Regions from separate parts of the Mus musculus genome. Here region 2 is linked to region 1. A link is a contact called in public HiChIP or PLAC-seq data. All regions are on one chromosome and are shown on one strand. The core of a region is the stretch at or near the end of the contact, and the rest is flanking DNA. Distances in the headings are between cores, read along the strand shown.

Region 1 (7,295 bases), core at 1,577-4,076:
TGTAGTCAATCTTCATATACAGAAATGCCCAAAACTATAGGATTCCACCAACATAATATAAGGAAAATAAAAGGCATTATTTCAAAGAACCATTTGTTCCTATTCCACTCAGGTATTGTGAATAAATAGGTCTGAGTCAGTAAAGACAGCAGACAGTTTATACCTAATAGAACAGAACCAGGGAATGACTGCCAGAGAAAAGAGCTGAAATTAATTGTGCTAGAGACACCAAAGCAGTCCCTTTACATCATCAGTAATTCAATACAGCGGGTAGTAGAAATCAAAAAACTCAACAGAATTGGGCAAACATGTTGACATTTGGCCTGTCTCTAGCTAGTTACAATCCCAAGGAAGCAGAATATAGCTAAAGCATTGCTCCTCTAATGGGTACCCCGAAATAACCAACCTCTCTCTCTGTCTCAGCCACTCTAACTCTGTATCAGTAGCTAACACATTTCCACTCAGGGAATCAAACAGAATCCTCTACCCTCAGTTCAACTGCTAATACCTGTGTAAATCATGGGAATTTACCTTTTCCGGGACAAATCATTAGAAACACTTGAGAAGACTGAAGACAGAGGGCCTGCCATACATGTTTTAACTTTTTGGTTGTATAACTCACTCTCTCAGGTAGGAAGATGGGGTTGGGGAACAAAGCAGGCGGGGAGGATTAAATATTACTGGCTAGTTGATCCCTTCTCAATTTCACTCAAAGAGATTGTACATTGTTCCTGATCCCATATAATGCGAAGGAAAGTTAGAGCAAAGCTGGCACTAAATACATTTGGGGGATGAGTAAACACTATTTACTATCTTTGTCTTATGTTCTGACCTTAGACTTGATGATCAAGAAAGGTAAAGTTCTACTCTAATTCTGACATTTGTCTGTTTGCCTACTGTGTGTGTGTGTGCGCGCGCACATGTGCATGCAAGGTATATGCACAAACTATGACACACTTGTGTGGAGGTCACAGAACAATTTTCAGGGGATTTGATTCTCCCTTTCCTCAATTGTGGTTCAGGTTCCTTCTTACTTCTGCCTGTGCTGTTTCCTGCTTCTCCATCTCTGGCTTCCCTTGGCAAAGCAGAATTGCTGAGAGCACAATGCATGCTGCCAGGGCCTTCAACATGTTTTCCAGGGATCAGCCTTGGGATGTTAAGTTTGTTCACCAACTGATTTTACTCTGAGCGGTTCTGATATCGGAATGAAAAGCCTAAGGAGTTAAAGAGCACAGCTACTGCTGTGAAGGACAGGCATTCAGTTCCCAGCACGCACTCCTGAGAGCTCTCCTCCTCCCAGAACTCCAGCTCCAGGACGAGCTCAGGCCTGATTTCAACTGGCACTGGCACTCATGTAAATGTAGCCCTGATACACACACACACACACACACACACACACACACACACACACAAACACACAAAATCTATTTTAAAAGCCACAATATCAGCCGGGCGTGGTGGCGCACACCTTTCATTCCAGCACTTGGGAGGCAGAGGCAGGTGAATTTCTGAGTTCGAGGCCAGCCTGGTCTACAAAGTGAGTTCCAGGACAGCCAGGGCTACGCAGAGAAACCCTGTCTCAAAAAACAAAAAACAAACAAACAAACAAAAAGCTACAATATCCCCTCTGTAATGAGGTACAAAGAATATGAACATCAACATACATTTGAAACCAGGAAAAAAAAATGGCTCACATAAACCCAAGCCAAGCACAGAAAACCGTCCTCAATGCTCCCACTTACATGGCTACAATAAGGCTGTATGACAAAGGATGGTGAACCTACATAACAAAGCAGGCTTGATAACCATTCTGTCACCAAGCAAATCCACAGCATAGCCATCACTTAGTAATCCTTTCTTACTAGACAGGCAGGCTGGTTTCTTATAAAGAAACGTAGATGGTTCTTTAAGAATAAACAGTGAACAAGAAAAAACTAGTGATAAGACAGAAGACTGATTGAAGTCAGAGACCACAAACACTGACTCTAATAAGGAAAGATGGAAGGTGACAGTCTATTAATGAGGTGCTGTGAGCTAACCATGGCACCCATCCCTAACAGTCTTCTATGTGGATTATGGATTATGTGGGTTGAGAAGGAAGCATATTCATTTCTCCAGCTTACTTTCACCAGAAAGGCTTCTACTAGCTTGCAGCTGTTCCCTGGGGCTGTACATACTAAACACTCTTCAAATTGAATTTCAGATGGTGCCTCAGCTGCACTAATTCTGTGTGTTACTCTGCATCTAATACTTACACGCCCAAATTGGTGCTCCTAGGCTTATGACAAGGTGCAGGTTTTTCCAAACAGACATTAAGCCACAGTATGCTTAGCTTTATACAGACCAAAGATTCACCTAGATCTCAGAGTTAAAGAAAATAAGCATTCATTCCTGTTAGATAGAGAAAAAAATGGAAACGGATGGCATTAAAGACTTTATATGACATTGTCATCAAGAAATTATGTTCTTCATGTCCCTAGCATTGATCGCTGAAGATGATGCTAGAATCATTATTAGACCCTAAGAGTTATTAGAACCTCATTAACAGAGTCCAATTACAGACAGAAAGTCAAGCTATTTTAGTTGAGCATTCATACCAATGGAAAAAAATAGAGCCTTCTTAATCACTTTCATTATCAAAACAGACTCCCTGCTGGAGCCTTTTAATTGGAAGTCTACCATTTTACAGGCATTTGCATTTTATCAAACTCTATTGACAGGACCAATAGAAATAGCTTCAAGTTCTGAGCTTCACATCTTCCAACTATGTGAAGGCAGCTGTGGTGAGCCACTGAAAGAAAAAAAAAAAAAAAGACAGCCAAGACAGGAAGCTGGGCGCCCAGCATGCTAGCATCTGGCTAGAACCTCAGCATACTGTGAAGGAGCCTTTCTACTATGTTAAAGGAGGAGGGAAATGAGAGAAGAGAGCAGCAGCAACAAGCCTTCGTTATGCATAAGACATTCTAGAGATAATAATCGAGCAAAATCAGAAGCGGTGTAGATGAGTATGTGACCAGGACAGTTTTGCATTGCAGAAACTGTAGAAAGACATCTCTCTCCCCTCATAGTCTAACATACACTCTATCTAAACATGACTGTGCAATAGTGTTGTTGCCATGAGCTCTGTTTTGTTATTTATAGAGGCTATCAAAGTACACAGCACTTTACAAACCACAGAACACAGGCACCAGAGCCTGGAGGAACTAAGCCTGAATTAGACAGGGACAGAACGGTAGGGGGAAACAGGAAAATATTGAGTTGCACCAAATTCATGGCAAGAACAATTCTGGGAGATAGCAAAAACAGGACTAAATAATATAATATCTAAGGGAGAATTCATAGAGACCACAAGCAACCTGTCTGTCATAAACCCTAACTTTCTGGCTACACCTGAGTCTGATGGAATGCTCTGTGATAGAACACATAGGACTGGATAATTTATAAAGCCTTGGAAGCTGCATGTCTACCTTCAAGCAATGTTGCAGCGGGCTTGATATCTAGAGAAGGCCTACCCTTTGCTGCCAAGGTGGTGCCTTGTTGGTACATCCTCCACAATGGAGGAACTCTGTTGCCCACATGTGGCAGGAGAGCACAGAACTGGCTAACAGGGAAACAAACACCTTTTATTATTTATGGGTATCAATCCACCCCACTCTGGTGACCTAAAATCTCCCCTCTTAAGTACATGGGGGATTAAACTGTCAGTACATAAATTTTGGGGGAAACATTCAGACCACACCAGGCATTAAACACAAATTGTGGTTCTCTGTCCATATGAATCAAGCTTATCCAAGGGAAATTAAAATATGAATGGTAAATAATTAACTATCCCAATGTTTACAGATGAAGAAAGAAGGAAAGAAGACTGATTTAAATACACTCTTATAATAGTCCAAAGGAGCTGTAAACCTATTAATTATATAATTCTGCCCACACATGTAACAGGCCCACAATACTCATCAGCTCAGGAAGTCACTGCATCCTTTATCCTTCTTGATAAATGAAAGACTTCAGCTTCTAAAACTTCTACCAAGGAAGAATTTTCACATGTCACAGAGAGCTACCAGGAGCACTCCCTAGGCCTCAGCCACAAAAGCTTTAATTGAAGGATTTAAAGCTTGCTCCTTAATTCAGTACTGTCTACACTTGCCAGAAACTGAAAAAAATGAATAGACAGATGTTAGTATTGAGTTTTACCAATTATAAAGGGCCTAATGTTGCCACACAATTTTGTGATGTATTATTATTGCCATGTGGCACAAAGCTTAAGGGACTTTCTCAAAGACACAAGACATGTCTAATGTCAACAGAATACCCAAAATAAATACTTACTTGATAATCTCTGTTCTAACCAGTCACAAGCATCAGACTGACTTTTTAAAATACAAAAAAAAAAAAAAAAAAAAAAAAAAAGAACATGACGATCAATAGTAGAATGTCAAGTAGAAATTCAAGTGCACCGGGTGTTACTTTTCAGAGACAAACCACTAGAGTCCAATGGCATCAGGGTGTGTTCTTAGACATAATTGGTAGATGATATTAAAATAATCACCCAGCTGATCCTAATAGTCTTCTCATAAATTTCTCTTTAGTTTCTCAAAGAGCATGCTGCCAATTCATTGCAAAAAAAACAGGTTTTGATCTCCTCTCATCCATCAACAGTGGCACCAGCCTTCTTCTCCATCCAAAGGGGAAACCATGTGCAAGAGTTCAGCCCGATTTCCCAGGAATTTTAGCTTCCACAGCCTGGTTTCTGAGCCCTCAGCAATGGGAGCAATTTACCTCGATCGACTTCACCAGTCACTGTTGCAATTTAGCTAAGACATTTCCCAAGAGCCTATTAGGAAAGGTTCCAATTTGAAAAACTCACATCTGATCTTACAAACCAGTCCTGGAAACATTATTTGAAACCAACTTACAAATTATTTTTTCCTCTGATCACAAATCCCTTTGTTATATACATAAATAAAAATAAGAAACAAGAAGACAGGATTTCTGAAGATCAACTCAACAAAAGGTCAAATATACTAACATCAAAAGAAATGTTGATACCAACCACAGCCTGCGCTATATGTGCCAAGGTTCTACTCCATTTGGTTTTGTTACTGTATCCTCTGCACTCAGCAAACTGAAGGTGGTGGCTGGGGCCAAAGGAAACCATTGGCAGCATCTGCAATACAGCAACATCTCAGACCCAGCAAGTACATAGAGTTCCTCCCAGAGTTAGGATGAAGAGAACTCAAAATCACACTATTAAGATACGTCCACACTTGTGTACACAAAAGAAACTCAGAAATACACACTATATAGGAATTACGGCAAAGGAAACCAAGAACTGTTAAAAATTCATGAATGCAGAAAAAGTCAGCAACTTTAAGATTATCTCTATGAAAATCATAGTGGTCAAGGTACAGAACTGCATGCTAACCTATGGATAACAGCATCATTATGTGAAATCAGATTTAGTAGACCCTAACAATGTATCAGTGGGTCTTGATTTATACTTTTCTAGAATACTGATGTTTCCGAGACAGAACGTAGAGAAAAGTATCTTTGTCACTGCTTAAGATGATGCTACAAAAAAATGAGGTGGTAAATTGAATGTATCCACTTAGGAATCCCACCACGAAAGCTTAACAAAAACGATCATTTGCTGGCAAATGTCAATAAATCAATGAATATTCAGTTCCTATTAATAGAAATAATTGGAAAAACAAATCATGGTTAATTTGAATGACTTGGACTAGATGATTGTTAGGACTCAGCACACATCCATTACTTTATAGCAGGAGAATTGTCCTGGATTAAAATGACAGCATTACATAGCTCTATGACATGACTTTTACCAGTCTGCCACCTGAAATTATTTAGGAGCCAGCCTATACCTAAATGGTAGCAGAGCTGCAAACATCAGAAGAATGCTTCCCACTGCATTCTAAACACGGGACCGACAGCCACAGTGGACAGTGCACAGCTCCTGTTCTCTGACGAAGGAGCAGACTAAGATTTCAGAATTTTTTTTTTAAACATTCTCTACATCTATGTGAAATTGGAGCACATCCCAGTTTAGCTTCAGGTAGTATTTTTATGGGTTTTAACTGTAGGCAACCAAAATGAGTAGAATGACAGGACAGTGACAGATACCTGGTTTAGTTTTTTAAGCAACAGCACTGACTAAACAATCCACAGCCACTTTTCAGCTTTCCATGGGGCTGACAGAATGCTCAATGTGCTCATCATTTGGAAAATGCTGCTGATAAAGGGCACCAGTTCTCATACGGTAAGCAAAGACTCCTGGTCCTCTCTTCTTCCCCCTTTCCAACCAGCCATACACCCGGAGCAAGAATTCCTTCAAAAACATCAACTAGAATAAGACATCAGAAGAGAAACTCCAGAGGCAGATCAGAGAATGCAATGGTATAATAGGTCACATTAAAAACAGATTTGCATCCCTAAAAAATGTTACTAGTCTCAATTTTCTTCTCGTGGTAGTTATTTCTATCTCTCCCCCCACCCGCACCCCCAAAAAATAGTTACTTAATGGTAGGAAGCCAAGGATTCATTAGATTCAAATGGGTAATTTTGAAATTTCTTCAATGTCTAATATAAGTAATTATTTATATATAATTAATCCATAGAAAGAAAACCTCTCTGAAAACCTCTCAATTTACAATGAAGTTCTTAACTAAACAGTGTAAGAAACACTTTTTTCCAGAAGCTCAAAGAGAAACGTAAAGTATAGCCTACTAGAGAAGCCTCGTCAGCGCGCAGAGGACAGTCACTTGCCCAGACAACTCTCACAGGAAGTCCTCCAGAGCAGGTTTTCTTTCACTTGCCGCACTGTGCCCTAGCACGTGATCTGTCCAGTCCTATTCCAGCACAAGCCTAACAGTTCTACACATAAACTAACTGAACTGTCCTTTTTTGGTCACTTAACACTGCATGCTAAATACATTTACAAATAATCGTACAATTTTAATAGACATAAAATTAGAATGTGTACTCTATATAATTCAAAACATATAATTAATTAAGATTTCTGTACTTTATTAAAAGTTGTAAATCTTTTACAACATTAGTCATAAACAGTTTACTTGACTATTCCCCTATGTCTGGATATTTGGCCTATAGCTACTCTTTCTGAGACCATGCTATAAGGAAATACTGTTAGGGACACTTTGGCTCTTCTTTAAAATTCTGTTTTTAGGTGGAGCTACAAGAAGACTACCTAAAAAGAGACTGTACACTAGTGATAAAGCCACCTACATAATTACATATGTATGCTGAGTGCTCAT
Region 2 (7,295 bases), core at 3,268-5,767, 220 kb before region 1:
AAGGTACAGAGAATCTAAATGATTAAATAATATGCAACTACTACCTTTTAACACATTGAGAATCCTGAGAAAATGAGCAGTGCTTTGAAAAATTGCCAAAGTCTGTAATGACTGGAAAAGGAAGAAAGAGAAGATGAGGAAGAGGAGGAAGAGGAAGAAGAGGAGGAGGAGGAGGAGGAGGAGGAGGAGGAATTTCTGATACTTTCCTTTCTCTGGATTCTCTTGCAGCTCAAACCAATGCTAAGGAAGCAGAGTGGGTGTGACTAAGGCTACCTGCAAGTCTAGGTTAGTGCTTATACCAGCTGGAAAGCATTTCTTACTCAGTATGAACGGGAGCCTTGCCTTGTCCTTGTCCCCTGGGCTCAGTTCCTTTTGTCTTTAAAATCACACAGGAAGCTTAATGTGCTAAAGAACATGAACTAACCATGTGCTGTCTCCGTTTCGGCCCAGGTTGACCTGTAGGCAAATCTGGTTCGGGCTGCCCCCTCATCTCAGGAAAACAGGGCAGGAGAAGGGATAGGAGTGGCAGACGTCTCCGGGTATGGCTTGGGCCATCTGCACTGCTGTGAATCAAGGTTGGCTCAGACAGAAGGCACGAGGGAGGAGGTGCAGCTGCTGACGGCTCAGACAGCTTGGACCTGTCCAGGCAAACAAGCCGCTCAAGTGCAAGCACAGCCAGCCAAGTAGGCAGAGCACAAATACGGACTTAAAGCTTGAAATCTGACAAGATACAGAAAGAGGGTAGGAAGCTGTCTGGAATTTCACAGTGCCTGGCCTTCCCTGTCTCTCACTGCTATGCCAGGTTCCTCTGCTCCTGAAGAGCAGGATGTGAGGCTCAGGAACTAGGGTTGGAGACAGAGACGCTTTCCTTAAGCTAGAATTTAAAACTGTCATTCCGGGGATTATAGAGTCACCTCTGGATTATTCTTCCTTATCAGTATCTCTGAAAACAAAATTAAGCTCTTGTCTATAGCTACATCTATCTCCTCTGTGCTTTTGTGTTCAAGGTTAAGCAGTGGGCACTGGGTATGCTGGTTTCTATCTGCCACGCTGCTAACTACACCATGTGAGGGACCTGTCTCAGAGAGGGGATACAGGGGTGCGATGCTCTCTTGTGTGGAGGGAGCCACAGTAGGCTTGTTGAGGGAAGGAGGCACTGTTTGGCTCCTTCTACTGAAGACCCCTGAGGCTGGGCTTCCTCTTAGGTGCGCATTAGCTGCACTGGGGAATCATTAGGTACCAGTGTCTAGGTACTTCTCTCTTCAGGAGTTTTCTCTACTTTCCTTTAATCTACCTTTGCTATATATTAAACAAAACTAGCATTTAAGCTTTAGGTCACATTGCTATCTTAGGGCTGGCGAGAGGGACTTCATTATTATGAAATCATCCAGGAGATTAGAAAGCTCTGCTCTACATTGGAGAAGGCCAGGAGAAGACTGGTCAGACTGATAGCCAAATGAGCCTTGCTACTGGTTACAGAAGCATGAGCTATTGCTTAGAGCCTTCCTTCAGGTTCAACAGGAGTCAATGACTGTCCTAGGAAACAAGGGAGCCCCCATCTACAAATGTAGCACCTTCTTCTGAGGCCAAGTCGAGGGAGGAAAGATAGCCAGGCCCAGGCAAACAAACGGGAGGAGCTGACTCAGACAATCCTCTATTCCAGAGCAGGAGAACCGAATCCCTCCCTTCTCTGTAACTGTCTGTCACACGAGGCAAGCTTCCTAGTCAGTGAACAGGGTCCTTTCTTGGTGAACACAGGGCAACTCCAGATTGCCCTATGGTTTAGGTTCACAGGCCCAAGTAAAAGATGGACCAGTTTTTAAGTGAGGCTTCTGGCTCAAGGCAACTGCACTCCTGGCCTTAGCCCTTCCTTGGTTCTAGTTTGCTTTCCTGTTGCTGTGATAAAACACCACGACCCAAAAGAAACCAGGGGAGGAAAGGGTTCATCTGCTCACACTTTCAAGTCACAGTGCGTCCTCGAGCAAGCCAGGGCAGGAGCAGAAGGCAGGGACGTGGAAGCAAGAACTGGAGTAGAGACCATGGAAGAATGCCGCTGCCTGAAATGTTCCCTACTATGTGCTCAGCAAGTTTCCTTATGTAATCCAGGACCACCTGCCCATGGATTGCACTGCTCACAGTACACCAGGCCTTTCTACATTAATCTGTAATTAAGAAAATGTCCCACAGATGTATCCACAAGACAGTCTGATGTGGCAATTCCTCATCTGAGATTCCTTCTTCCGAGATATGTTTAGGTTTGTGTCAGGTTGACAAGAACTAACTAGCACACCTGGCCTATTTATTTGTTTGCATGCTTTTGTGAACCCTGTTCTGTGACCTGGGGCAGGTCAAGTGCAAGAGAACAATAAAGACTTGATCCTGCCCTTGAGGTTATTCAGCACATCTGAGATGGCTAGGCTGGGCGGGATGACAGCAGGCAGGGCTAGGGGGTATGCATGGCGGAGATGTGTGCTTAGAGCAAGCCAGAAGCAGGAGAAATCTCAGCCTCCATCTGCTCAAAGAGTTTCATGGAGAAACGAAGTGCAAGGTATATAATGGGCTTGCAGAGTATCCATTGTAGTGTACTTAAGGAGAGGACAGGAGAAAATTCACCCAGTTTGGATTGTGAACACAGACAATATGAGTATATTGTTAGGGCCAAGATTGTCTTTCAACCCTGTAGGGAGCCAGAGATGCCCCAGTCCTTTGGCACAGGCACAGGGTGGGTAGATGACCTCAACACTTCTCAGGCAGGCATCTGCTAAAAGGACTGCCCTAGGAGCTGGGAGCTTGGCAGCAATGCTCTCAGTAAATACTCTGGTAAAACTGTATTTATTCTAGTCTGATAAGTGACCTAGATCGCCTGTAGTCTCACCCCCTCTTAGGACCCTATAGCAACACACAGATTAGCTTAATGTTTAGGTGTAAGTCACAAAGCCCCCTGAATAAAGATTAGTCAGTAGCTTGCCTTTGAATGAAGAAGCGCTTAGCCAGGGTCCTAATCAAGGCCATGGTGCAAATGTAGGATAGAAGCTCCAGCCTTCGTCCAGAACTCCATTTAATTTGGCTGCACAGCTGCTATTGGTCTCATCTACTAAGCAGCCAGAACAAAATAGCACTTGGGAATTGGGACAATGTTGAGGACACAAGGGGCACATGCGCGCGCGCGCGCGCACACACACACACACACACACACACACACACACACACACACAGGGAGGGGTGGGGGAGGAAGAGAATGTGGATGGACTTCTGGGAATGACGGTTGGATACAAATTTTAGGACACACCAGCAGTGGGTAAAGTGCTCCAAGGAAATGAGGACTTTCTTCTATCACGATCACAGAATAGCTGCAACCACCATTATTCCCCTGGTGTGGCCAGAGAAGCTCTCAGGATGGAGCATTGGCAAGGGGTAAGGCAGGTCAGCTCCAAGGTACAGCAACTCTCCTAAAGAGTTGTGGGGAACACACAGAGCTGTCTACTGAGCTACTCCTCAATTCTAGTCTAGAGGCAGAACTAGGTTGTTCTTTGTGCCTGCCCATCCTGTCCCCAGATGTGCACTGTTTATGAGCTGGAGGGATCAAGTTTATGCTGATAGAAATCCAAAGTCATGAACTAGGTTAGGTCTAAGATGATCAGCTAGGGTAAGGTGGTCTGAATTTAATTTCCAAATAAGCCAGTAGTTCTTAACCTTAGATGCATATAGGAATTCCTGGCAGGGGGAGTGGTGGTAAAAAAATCTTAAAAATATTTTAATTATACAAAAACTACTGTGAAAACAGAAATCTGGACCACTGAAAGTAGAATACTAACGAGTACTCCATAAACCATCATAGAGATCCAATAAAGTCTTCATCGTTCTCTCTCCCCGCTTTCTTTGCTTCAGCATTTTAAAGTCTATCCTAGCCATGGTGCCACTTCAGCTTTACATACTTCAGTATGCATCTCTAAAAATACTCGGTCATTTCCTTACATAACCACAATGCTATTATCACACCTACCAAAATTAACAAAGCTTTCCCTAGGTATCAGCTAATGCACCTGGGGAACTTGGGAAAAAAGCCTCAAACCAAAAAACCTTGTGGTTGATGAAGTCTCCAAGCATTAGTAGCTTTTCTGTGCCTCCCCGACCCATGTGTGTTGCCAGGGTGACGAATGACTGCCATGGTCAATACAGGATCCTGCCACGGGGTCTGAAGCAAGGGCTGTGCTTATCCTCTAGTTCTTTATCAGCAAACCAAACCAAAACCTCTTACAAATAAATATAGACGCCAAAACCAAACCAACCCAAAAGACAAGGAAAGCACGACAAAGCCACAGATAGGGCAAAGGCAAGGAAAATAAAAGCATAAAACCAAACCAAACCAAACCAAACGACAACAAAACCCCAACCCCATGTCCCCATCCCTAAGCCCCAGCAGACCAGAGAATGGGATCTCATGCAGCACAGGGCGCCTTCTGCTCAGGAGTGGAAGGAAGCCCACTCACTTGATGCATCAGATGCATCAAAGGCCCGAGCAGCCCGAGAGGAGGGTGGTTCCCGGCTGCCCACGCTGCTTGCAGAGCCCACAGCACGGAGACACTAGGCCAGACTGCATTGTTTCTCCTCTCTTTGCTAGCTTTTCTTGCCTCTGTGTGTGATATCTCTCTAATATTCTGACTAATACTGTGCCTCAGCACCTGGGTCTTAGGGAGAATTAATTACATAGGCTATGGTGAGGGGGTGCGGCGTAACTTCTTGGGTGTTGGCACTGGGGTATAAGTAGTACAGTCTTCAATTTTACTTATTTATTTCATTTAAGGAAACAACTAAACAAAACATCCTGCAAAAAGATGGGGCTGTATCACTGTAGCTAAAAATACCTCCACTGAAGGCGGCCGCTCACCAGCTCCTCAATTAGAGATGCTACAGGGCCCTTTGTGAGCTGTGCAGTGTTGGCAGCTCCACAGGGGCTCTGGGCGGCCGAGGACAATCTCTGGAGCAGTGACTTTCTACTGCTAGGTGGAGGGGGACTGGCTAATAGCCACTGAGTCAGCATCTGAGACCTGACTTCCCAAGGTAACTTCTATACCCCTCTTGCTTCATGGACCCAAGCCAAAATGATACACCTGAGAATGACCCAGAGTCATCATTAGGGGTTCTGGCTGTTGTCGACTTTCTTGAGGGTAGATGTATTCCATACAAAGGAGGCAACAATGGCATCCAGCGTGCCTCAGGAGATTTGGGTGCTGGACAACAACTTGGAAGTGTGTTTCAGGGATAAGAAGCCCAGGTGAAGCCTCTTGGCGGGGAGGGACTGAGACCAGGGCTGCTTTCAGTGCAGGCTGACACTTGAATAGGGACACTGTGCAGAGGCACGGGGCTTCATAGGTCTTTTTCTGGATTTCTTTTCTTTTTTGTCTAAATGTGTAAAGGTCACTTAGTCCCACAACAGTCACTTTACCGGGGAAGAGCATGGAGGTCAGAGTTGGTAAATGGGACAGTCAGGAGAAGGTGGGCACAAAGCAAGCCAAGGCTGATTTAATTTAGCCACTGACTCCTTTCTCCGTTTCTCAGGTGAGGTGAGGGTGTGTGTGAGCATGTGTATCTCGAGTTCAGTATCTGCATATACCCAGTGGCCACAGTCCTGGACAGCACAGATAAAGAATGCATCCCTTGACTCTGGTTGTTTTTATATCCTCTCTTGCTGGCTAGCAGTGGTCTCTGAAACTTCTCTGAGCACTAACTGAAAGCTAATGGGTTCCACGGTTCACTCTCCAGCAAACCTGATGATCCTGGCCCTTGCAGAAGCTAATAGCTGACCACACGAATCCCCCACGGCAGTAGGCAACCTAGGTCCTAACCCTGCACATCCACGCTTCCATGCTTACAGCTACTCTGACCTTTATGGATTTTGCCCAGTTGCTATTTTACACTATTTTAATTGATGTTTAATATAGCTTAACTCTGCATGGTGTTCCAAGCCCCTCACCAGGGGGCCGCTCACAGGCAGAGTCACAATTAATAGCAATCCCCAGAAAATTATGCCCTGTATCAAAGTTGTCATTGCACCATATAAATGCTTATTATTACTATTGAATTCTCCAGCCCTGACACCTCCCTGTGTTTACTAGGTAGCAGATAAACCTCTATGTGTGTGCCTTCTCTACTCTACCACACCATCAGGTCTAAATATAGCCTTCGTGTGTATGTTTAGCTCCATTTAGCTCTGCTTTGAAAGGGGGGGGGGGATCAGCTAATAACGTTAAATTGCTGGAAAATGTGATTTGTTCCTCCCCAACTTTAAAGACAAAAAGAAGATTGAGAAGATGGGGAGGGAGATCTCAGCATGGAGTGAAAGTCTTCCAGACCCTGACAAGGTGGCACAGCTCTCTTGGAGGCCTTCTGTGAGGGCAGGAGCAGGTCCCTGAACATATGATACATGGGGACAAGGATCGGGCAGTGTCAGGGACTTTTAAGGACAATCTCGGCTATGCACGTTGAACTTTCCCCAGTTTCTTAAAGAAAAACCCAAATAAAACAAAATGCTCTCCTCACAAGGAAAATGCCTCCAACTTTAGCCATTAAGCTGTTTCCTTTGGCTGCAGCTGAGTTTAGATTTTGGCCTGAGCAGACAGTAGCAGACAGATACCTGGCCTCGTCTCTCTCTGCTTGTGCTCTGGTCCTGTGTGCTCAGCTCTGCACTAGGCTGCAGAGTCTCCTACAAACACCAGGGCCTGGGTGACTTCTCAGTGGCCTTAACCCCGTCCTCGCCTCTCTAAAGTAATGCAATCTGAGGAAAATTCACCTGTTAACCTCCCCCGTCTGCTTCCGTCACACCACCCACTCCTCTGGAGACACCGCTGTCACTGTCACATTCTTAAGTTAGTCCTTGTACTGTAGCTGGATGACTACCGTCCCAGGTACTGTGAAGGTGATGGCCCTGTGGAAACTTGAGCTCTCTGAGGGAGAGCATTCAGGTGGTTAACTTCATGCCTCCGTTTGTCTCTGACAAAATGGCTTGGGCTCCATTCCCTCAGTCATTCCAGCTACAACACCATCTACCTCAGCATTAAAGACTACACTTAGGTCTTTGGAACTGAATGGTCATACTTATTTCTATTTCTATTTTTTTCTGCACTCAATGCTTCATGGAAAAATGTAGATCGAATTTCCTGTATTATATTTGCTTTGCCTTCTTCCATCTTTGCCTAAAAATGGAGTTTCTAAAAAACCAGAAATGCTTTCTGTATTCAGACCTAGCAGGGCTGAGGCTGCCTTGGCTGGAGGAAGACGATGGTGTGAGTCTCAAG

The links. HiChIP or PLAC-seq counts read pairs in DNA pulled down with a chosen protein or histone mark.
Region 2: a contact with region 1 is called in an H3K27ac HiChIP or PLAC-seq map of VIP interneurons, with 6 times the contacts expected there. The contact joins two enhancer-like sites. A contact is called at or near these places in 8 of 484 Hi-C or Micro-C datasets (the N1E-115 cell line, cerebral cortex, cortical neurons and 5 more) and 10 of 115 datasets of contacts at active chromatin or transcription factors (VIP interneurons, embryonic basal ganglia, embryonic forebrain and 7 more).

The regions. Positions count from the first base shown.
Region 1 is chr6:28,584,517-28,591,811 of GRCm38.p6, reverse strand. All of the region lies in intron 10 of Snd1 (staphylococcal nuclease and tudor domain containing 1), which reads right to left. Among named protein-coding and RNA genes, the nearest start is that of Snd1, 110 kb to the right of the region's middle. Within about 2 kb of position 2,826, at least 43 of the 459 cell types and tissues checked have an H3K27ac peak or open chromatin away from gene starts, as enhancers often do. A contact at or near this core is called in VIP interneurons, where this site is marked.
Region 2 is chr6:28,810,528-28,817,822 of GRCm38.p6, reverse strand. The region is part of intron 16 of Snd1 (staphylococcal nuclease and tudor domain containing 1); the gene reads right to left. Among named protein-coding and RNA genes, the nearest start is that of Lrrc4, 18 kb to the left of the region's middle. Within about 2 kb of position 4,517, at least 14 of the 459 cell types and tissues checked have an H3K27ac peak or open chromatin away from gene starts, as enhancers often do. A contact at or near this core is called in VIP interneurons, where this site is marked.